Regions from separate parts of the Podarcis muralis genome. Here region 1 is linked to region 2. Evidence: chromatin contacts called from public Hi-C data. All regions are on one chromosome and are shown on one strand. Each heading gives the region's core, a stretch centred on a gene start, on an enhancer-like site or on the middle of the called end of the contact. The rest is flanking DNA. Distances are from core to core; before and after follow the strand shown.

What was found. A called contact is a pair of places that touch in the nucleus more often than the background predicts.
Region 1: a contact with region 2 is called in a Hi-C map of blood, with 3 times the contacts expected there. The contact joins the promoter of RCBTB1 here to the promoter of ITSN2 in region 2. A contact is called at or near these places in 2 of 3 Hi-C or Micro-C datasets (blood and tail).

The regions. Positions count from the first base shown.
Region 1 is chr3:121,573,422-121,577,172 of rPodMur119.hap1.1, reverse strand. It overlaps RCBTB1 (RCC1 and BTB domain containing protein 1), which reads right to left and starts at 2,033. Exons shown (of 11, transcript XM_028721796.2): 1 at 1,763-2,033. It overlaps KPNA3 (karyopherin subunit alpha 3), which reads right to left. Exons shown (of 18, transcript XM_077926633.1): 18 at 3,143-3,751.
Region 2 is chr3:121,381,927-121,385,738 of rPodMur119.hap1.1, reverse strand. It overlaps ITSN2 (intersectin 2), which reads right to left and starts at 1,288. Exons shown (of 40, transcript XM_028721802.2): 1 at 1,148-1,288. MRPL19 (mitochondrial ribosomal protein L19) reads left to right here and starts at 1,357. Exons shown (of 6, transcript XM_028721811.2): 1 at 1,357-1,489; 2 at 2,906-3,023; 3 at 3,113-3,231. The coding sequence starts at 1,396. It also overlaps the pseudogene LOC114593464.

The sequences.
Region 1 (3,751 bases), core at 784-3,283, 190 kb before region 2:
ATGAGGGCCGACCAAAATTGTTGAGCTTTTTATTTTTAGGATTGAAGTTGACCCCAAAGTTGTTGAGCTGTTTTTAGGATTGAAAATTCAGGTAGGTAGCTGTGTTGGTCTGACACAATCGAAATATATTTTTAAAAAAATAAAAAATTGTCTAGTAGCACCTTAGAGACCAACTAAGTTTGTTCTTGGTATAAGCTTTTGTGTGCATGCACACAAAGAGATGGGTGATTTACCATAACCATTGAGTCTATCACCCATCTCCTACTACCCACCTGAGAAAAACCCCACCCCACCCTCCCACTATATATAAGGGTCTGGTGACTTCTGTTTCAGTGTATCTGAAGAAGTATTTTTTTTATTTTTTTTATATATTTAGGATTGCAGTTGTTAATTTTTTTTTACAATTTTACCCCAAAGGTTTTTTACGGATTTTACCCCAGGACATACACTGCCACGGGGGCCAGATTAAATCAACTGGTGGGCCAGATTAGGCCCCGGAAACAGGCTTTGGACATGCCCGCCCTACACTGAGGGATGTCCAAGTGTGTGGGGTACCCTACTGTACAAAGGAAAATGTCACACTTGTGGTTCTGACCACTTTTCCTCTGTCCCCCCACTCCCGGCATAAAAAAGTTTTGACATAAAAAAACTCAGAGCATGACATTTCCCCAGGAAATCAAAGCATTTGTTTGCACAAAACATGAAGTGATTCAAGCATCTCACTAGACTCAAAGGATGGGACTCAACACTATTCCTCCTCAGAGTAGAACCATGGACATGACCCACTTAGGTTCATTCATTTCCATGGGGTTACCCTGAACAGGACATTGCTGAATGCAAACCATGGTGTTGGAAAGTACGGTAGTCCAAGTCCCATAGTCTGACAGCCCTTTTGCTCAGGGCAGGATGCCACTACACAAGCAAAGCTCTAGGGAAGCAGCGCCCACTGTCTCCCACGGCTGTCTGCTCTGCTAGCCAAAATCTGCTTCCCTGTAGTTTCCACCTACTGGCTCTGGATTTGCCTTCTAGAGCAGATTTTCAGATATTTAAAAAGCATTATCATCATGTCCCCCTTAATCTTCTCCTCCCCAAGCTAAACACAACCACAGCCCCAGTCCCCATCAGACACTACTGGTTTGGGGTTCCATTTTAAATCAGAATATGTTACATCGTTTGAACCATTAAGGAAGATATAGAGTGCTAATTACACACTGCAAAACAGATTTGAGTACATTCCTGTCTTAGCTGCCCATCTAAAAATGTGACATTTCTAATTTCTTTCAGACATAGCTTAAGGATAAATAAAATATATTTTGGTTCTTTTAACAAGTTTAAATGATTGTTTTAGGAGAGAAAAGGGGTTCACAAATGGACATACGGGAGACCAATGGTTGCCGTGCCACTTGAACATATGGACGTATCCTGCAAGAGCTTGAATAGTGAAACTGTCAAGTTAGGCCAGCGCTGCCTTTATAATTTGGACGCATCTGTAACTTCCATCACCAGCCACAAAAACGCTCCTGCCTCTTAACTTGGCTGAAGTCCAGGCCGCCCCTCCTGACTTCGAGTCTTTTATGCGGCAGCAGCTGACTCGGCCGGGACGGGCTCCGCTCTGAAGAGAAGAGCGCTCCTTCGGGCCTTGACTCCGGAAGGGGCTGGCCAGGCCCAGGGGAGGCCGGGGGCGGCGCGAAGGGCCGCGCCTGGCCCGCGCCCCCCTCAGAAAGCGACGCCTGCAGCTCGGAAGCCTCGTCCGCGGCCCTACCTGCCAGTCTCGTCCGGCGAGGCGACGGCGAGGCCCGCTTGGGGATCTCCGGAGAGGCGCGCCTTCGCTCCCGCCCCGAGGACGCCGGGCGGGCGGCGCTGCGCGGGGGGCGGAGGAGACGGGCCGGCGCAAGGACCCGCGCGGCCAGGCGCCGCTCCGCGAGAGAGCTCCGCCCGCTCCCTGTCCCGCGCCTGCTCCGTGGGGCCACAGCCAATCAAAGGCGCGGGAAAGGCGGCCTCCCGACGCCCCTTGGATCGCCGTAGAGCTAGTAAGCGGGGAAAGCAAGAGGGACGCGCTCCCGGCCCTGCCTTCCCTCGGAGGAAGGAGGCGGAGCTCCAAGCACTGCTCTCCTGAGGGAAGCAAGAAGCACAATTACCAACTGGCCACATTGTGTTTTGGGCACCTCGCACCGGGGCAGAAATGCTGCTTGCGTGGGCACCGTTGTCCCTCCTCTTTCTGCGAGCCGCATCTTGGCACCCCTTCCAACTCTACCATTCTGATTCTACATACCCTGCTGACGTTTTAAAGCAGGTGCTTCTGCCTTCACAATTGCCAAATACTTGTTTACAGGGTTTGTTTGTTTTTAAGTTTCTGCATCAGAGGCCTAAAGTGTTGCAGGTAAATATACTTCGAAGTAAACATGGTTGCAAGTTGAGCTACAAGCCCTATTCATTTCACCTGAGAATTTGTCATGTGGATCTAGTGGAACCACCTGATTTGATCACTTTCACAACCCAGACACGAAACTTGCAGCCTTAGTTTCCCCTACTTGTTAGTTACACAATTCTACTGTAACAGAAGGGAAATGCAGATTATGAAACAGTGTCTGTAGCATAGGGCTTAACGACTGCAGTGTTCATTCTACACATCTGTATTTGGAAGTAACCACTGCTGTTTTCATTGAAACCCACTAGTTAAATAGTGTGTACACTGAGTAACCCTCATTCCAGGAAACAATTAAGGCTAAGTGATGATAGTACATGGGAAAGGACATGCAAAGCATGAGATGGCTGTGAAACCAGAAATAAATGAGAGTCAATAGAAAGGAGTGGTTATCCACCATCCCTAGGGATAACTTCTCCTGCTGTGCCTCACTTGCATATTTTCCTATTCACAGCTGCCAAGAGATTGTGCAGCTATTCCGTTCTTTTTTCCTTAATGGATTTTCTGTGGCAAGATAAAAAGATAAGAACACACACAAGAGATCACAATTTGCTTACTATTGTCGTTGGACTGCCGTACAATTGTGTGAAGGAGGCAAGATGATGGTACATTTAAAGCTTTGTCTGGAAGCACCCCAAGAAAGACAGAAGAACCCTAGCAAAAACACGGGACAATTTGACAATGCACTATAAAAAGTGAATGAACAAAGCAAGACAATTCCACATTAAACATCCTGTTTATTATTGCACACTGCTTTGATACTTATGTGAAAAGTGGGATGTAAACCTTTTAATGAATATACAAAAATAGTGAGGAAGCATCATCTGACTAGCAATAGCACTCCAGAGTATCAGCATCTCTCTGTCACCTTCTTACCTGACTCCTAACTGGAGATGGTCTATCACTGAGCATTGGGATCATTTTATCAGTATTTTATTTAATCTACGCTGGGATTCAGGGGGACTTACATTTCAAAAATGTCATTACAAAATACAAGTAATGTTATTAGCTTAACAATTGTTGGAAACGTAATGTTGGGGGGCTTGCTGTGCAGGAAACCTCTACCCCGTATCTGACTTCAACAGCTTATCTGGGCTCCATTTCAGCCACCAGAATTGTGAAATTTACCAGATTGGTTGAGAAGCAGTTTCAGTCTAGTCAGATACGGTGGCTACATATATATCCCCTTATTTCCACCCCCAGTGGCTTCTGATAGTCTTTTACCCCTGTTGCAGGTGTATATGTCATGCTGTTACACTAGTGTTGGATTACTGCATATGTGGAACACTGCAAGTATATTCCCTGAGATTAGTTTCCTATCACATA
Region 2 (3,812 bases), core at 39-2,538:
AAATATAAATGCCTATGTTTCCTTGCCTTGTTCCCTCGTCTCATTGCCACCCGAGGAAAGATGCCGCAATGAACAGGGCCGCGGTGCCACACATGTGGGAAGCGGGCGACCAGAATATGCTCTTCCTATCGTCCTTCCCCGTCCTTTATCTCACAGGGACCTCCGACCCATTTTAACCGCATTTAAACTGAGGTACCTTTTGTGCCGCGCTGCTCTCGAGCACGACAGGAAAGGGCATCGCAATACGAAGCGCGAGAAAGGCGCTTCCCGCTGCCCCAAGCGCCCGGGGGCCGGAGAGCGGCGGCCCAAGCGAAGGCACCGGCGGCCAAGGGAGGCCGCGCAAGACCGGGAGGCGCTCGGGCCTCGGAGGGGCCCTTGGCCGGCGCCCCGAAAGGCGGCCTGCTGCAGCCAGCGAGAGGCAGAGGCCTGGGCGGCGGGCGGGCGGGCGGCGCCTACCTGTTGCGCTCGCTCGCTCGCTCCTCTTCCTCCTTGGCCTGCTCCCAGCGAGAGCGCGGCCTCCTGCCTCCCCTTCCTGGCCCGGTCGCGGTCGCTCCTCCTCGGGCTGCGGTGGGGCTGCGTCAAAACTCCGAAGATGGCGGGAAGGCGGCCCAGGGAGGGAGGGAGGGAGCGGAGCCGCGGCGGGGGCGGCGGAGCCGGGGCTGGGAGCCCGCTTCGGAAGGCACCTGCCGCCAAGGCCGAGCCCGTCCGGCTTCTCTCCCGGCTTGCGCCCTGGCACGCCTCCTTGGCCCGAGACGGCGCCGCCGCCGAGAACCTGCCCCGCCTCGCCTCCCAGTCTCAGACCTGTCTGCTCCCCCGGGGGCGCGTGCGCGCAGGGCGAGGGAACGGGCCCATTTCGTGGAACCAGGCGAGGCGGGCGGATCTGCCCCCTGGGGGTCTGCCGGGGGGGAGCAGGGTCGGACGGGGGCGCCTTGGGCAAGGCCGGCTCCCGCGGGGCCTCGGGCGAGAGAGAGCGAGGCGGGGGCGGAAAGGCTCGCCGAGACTCCAGGCTCCGCCGCCCGGTTTCGTTTGTTCGGAGGTGGCGCGTTTTTGTGTTTCCTATCGCAACCCGCCTTGTGCTCCTCGGGCGAAGGCGGTACAGAAATGTAACAAACAAAGGAAACGCCATAAAAACAGCAGAGAGAAGGACCTTGGTTGCTGCCCTGGGCTCCCTCCCAGTGGCGATTCCTCGGGCCGCGATGCTCCGTCCCGCCCGAGAGAAAAGCGCGACAGCCGAACTCGGCAACGAGACGAAGGCGGCAGAGGCGCGTCTCTTCGCGAACGAATAGCTCTGTGTTCACTCTCGGCGCCGAGCAAGTCCGGCCAGGCGCAGCGCGCGGGGGCTCGCGTTTGGATCAAGGTTGTCCCCGCGGAGGCTGCCGTAGCCGCGCGCAGCGCATGCGCCGCTCCTGTTGCTGGCGAAAGTGCTTGCCCGCAGCTGTCATGGCAGCCGCTCGCGGGAGACTCCCGCCTCTGCTCGGCCTGCGATGCAGTAAGTGTGTGTGTGTGTGGGGGGGAGGATAAAAGGGGGTTCTGCTCACAAAACCCGGAGGGGCCAGGAAATTCCCGAGGGGCGCTCTCTGTGTGAGGTAGCGCTTCAAAGAAGTTGCTGAAGGAGCCGCTGCTGCCGACGCCTCGGCACGTGTCGGGGGGCGACAGCGGCGCTTTAAGCACCTCGGCCTTCGCCGCCGCCGCCGCCGCCGGTCATTCGGGGAACTGTACTTGGTTAAGGATGCTGAGAGTTCCCACTTTGGAAACTGGGAATTGTTGTGACTCTGCGAGGAAAACGGGGGCCTCTTAACAGCTCTCAACCCCCCCCCCCCGTAACTACAGCTGCCAGAATTCTGGAGGGGGGGCGTATCATGGTGGCTTAAGCATAGGGTGTGAATGTGACGCTCGTCTATATGCAATCCCAGGCAAACTTAAGCACAACTCAAATTGATCTTTTCTTTTTCTTTTTTTGTAATGAAAGCTACAATTTGCTTTTGGAACAGAATTCAGGATAACATTTATCCTAGAGATACAGCCATGCCTAAGGATGTATCCATAATTTTTCAGCACAGATTGAAAGGGCTCCCTAATTGAATTGTGCACACTAGAACTCTGCATGTTGTTTATACAGTCATACCTCGGGTTAAAGACGCTTCAGGTTGAGTGTTTTCAGGTTGTGCCCCGCGGCGACCCAGAAGTAACGGAATGGGTTACTTCTGGGTTTCGCCGCATGCACAGACGCTCAAAATGACGTCATGCACATGCATAGAAGCAGTGAATCGCGACACGTGCAGATGCAGGTTGCATTCTGCTCAGGATGCGAACGGGGCTCTGGAACGGATCCCGTTCGCATCCAGAGGTACCACTGTATGTAGAACAGAGTGGCAATGTGTACAGATGACAAACTTCATCATTGTTCATGATATATGATATAAGTCCATCAACTTCTACTAGTTATATTACGTGCATGGTCCAGTGTCAACATATCAACCCATCTTATTTCTGTGTCATGGCTGGAGTTTTATTCTTAGGCCTCAGTTTAAAATACAGGATGATACTTGCAAGCATTGCATATGTAGCTATAACATCATTTATTCTGCCGGTTATGGTGTAGGTACTGAAGTATTTCCGAAGCCTTGTGAATTGGTGTTGTGACCCAGCATTGTGCCCTGCCATCACTACTAGTCCAAATGTTTCTCAAATGTGATTAAACACAGATATCTCCTCAACAGGTGGATTGATTTTACACTGCAAATCTGCTTTCTCCTCCCACCATTCAATCAACTTGATCTTTTCTTTTTTAAAAATTGTAGCACAAAAGATGTAGCACACAACTGTTTTGCTGTAATGCAAAAAGGATCATGGAAGCTGAATAATTTATTTCCAGCCACATTGTAACCAAATTTGTCTGTTAAAGGGAACCTTTCTTTCTCGGTTGGACACCTCAAATCTAAAGATGGAGAACCAGCAAAATTTAAGCCACCTCCAAAGCCAGTCATTGTTGATGAATCAAAAATCCAAACAACAGAGACACGGTAACAAATTTTTAATTTTATGTTCAGCTGTATCTCATTTGTTATTTATTATAATAAGTTACCATTTGCATTATTTATGTTTCTGACAGATTCTTGAGTCCTGAATTCATCCCTCCTCGGCAGAGAACAAATCCTTTCAAGTTCTACCTTGAAAGAAGCAACATGATACAGAGGAGAAAAGTAATGAATATTCCGGAGTTCTATGTTGGTCAGTTATGTCTAAAGTGGAACTTTCATAATATTGTGTTGGATATATTACCAAAAATAATGAATTCAATACCAATGCCATTTTATCTTCAATTTAAAAGACATTCCCAAATATTTTAACAAAACAAGTGTTGAGTCTTGCGGAATTCTGTACTTGGCCATTGAGACTACCAGTCAGTTTGAATTTTCCGGAAGGGGATAATTAATGGTCCCTTAATTACATTACATACATCTCCCCTGGCATGGTGCATAGTAATTGTCCCTGTTGTTTTCCTGAGCACATTTTAGTGGGGAAAAGATGAAAAGGGAAGCTATAGGATAGCTTTAGAAATTAGAAAACTTTGCCTCACTCATCATTCCACATCACTGTAGAGCTGTATGATTGTGTGTACTATTGAAACAATAATTTGAATGCTATTACAAAGCAACCATTCCATTATGCCAAAAACAGTCAACATGCAAAAGAAGCTATATGGAACTAATCTTTATTGCCTAATATCAAATCATGTACCAAGGTAAATAATAATAAATGCCATGCTCGTTAATGTACTAAAAACTAAGTTTGGTTTTTATTATCCTTTC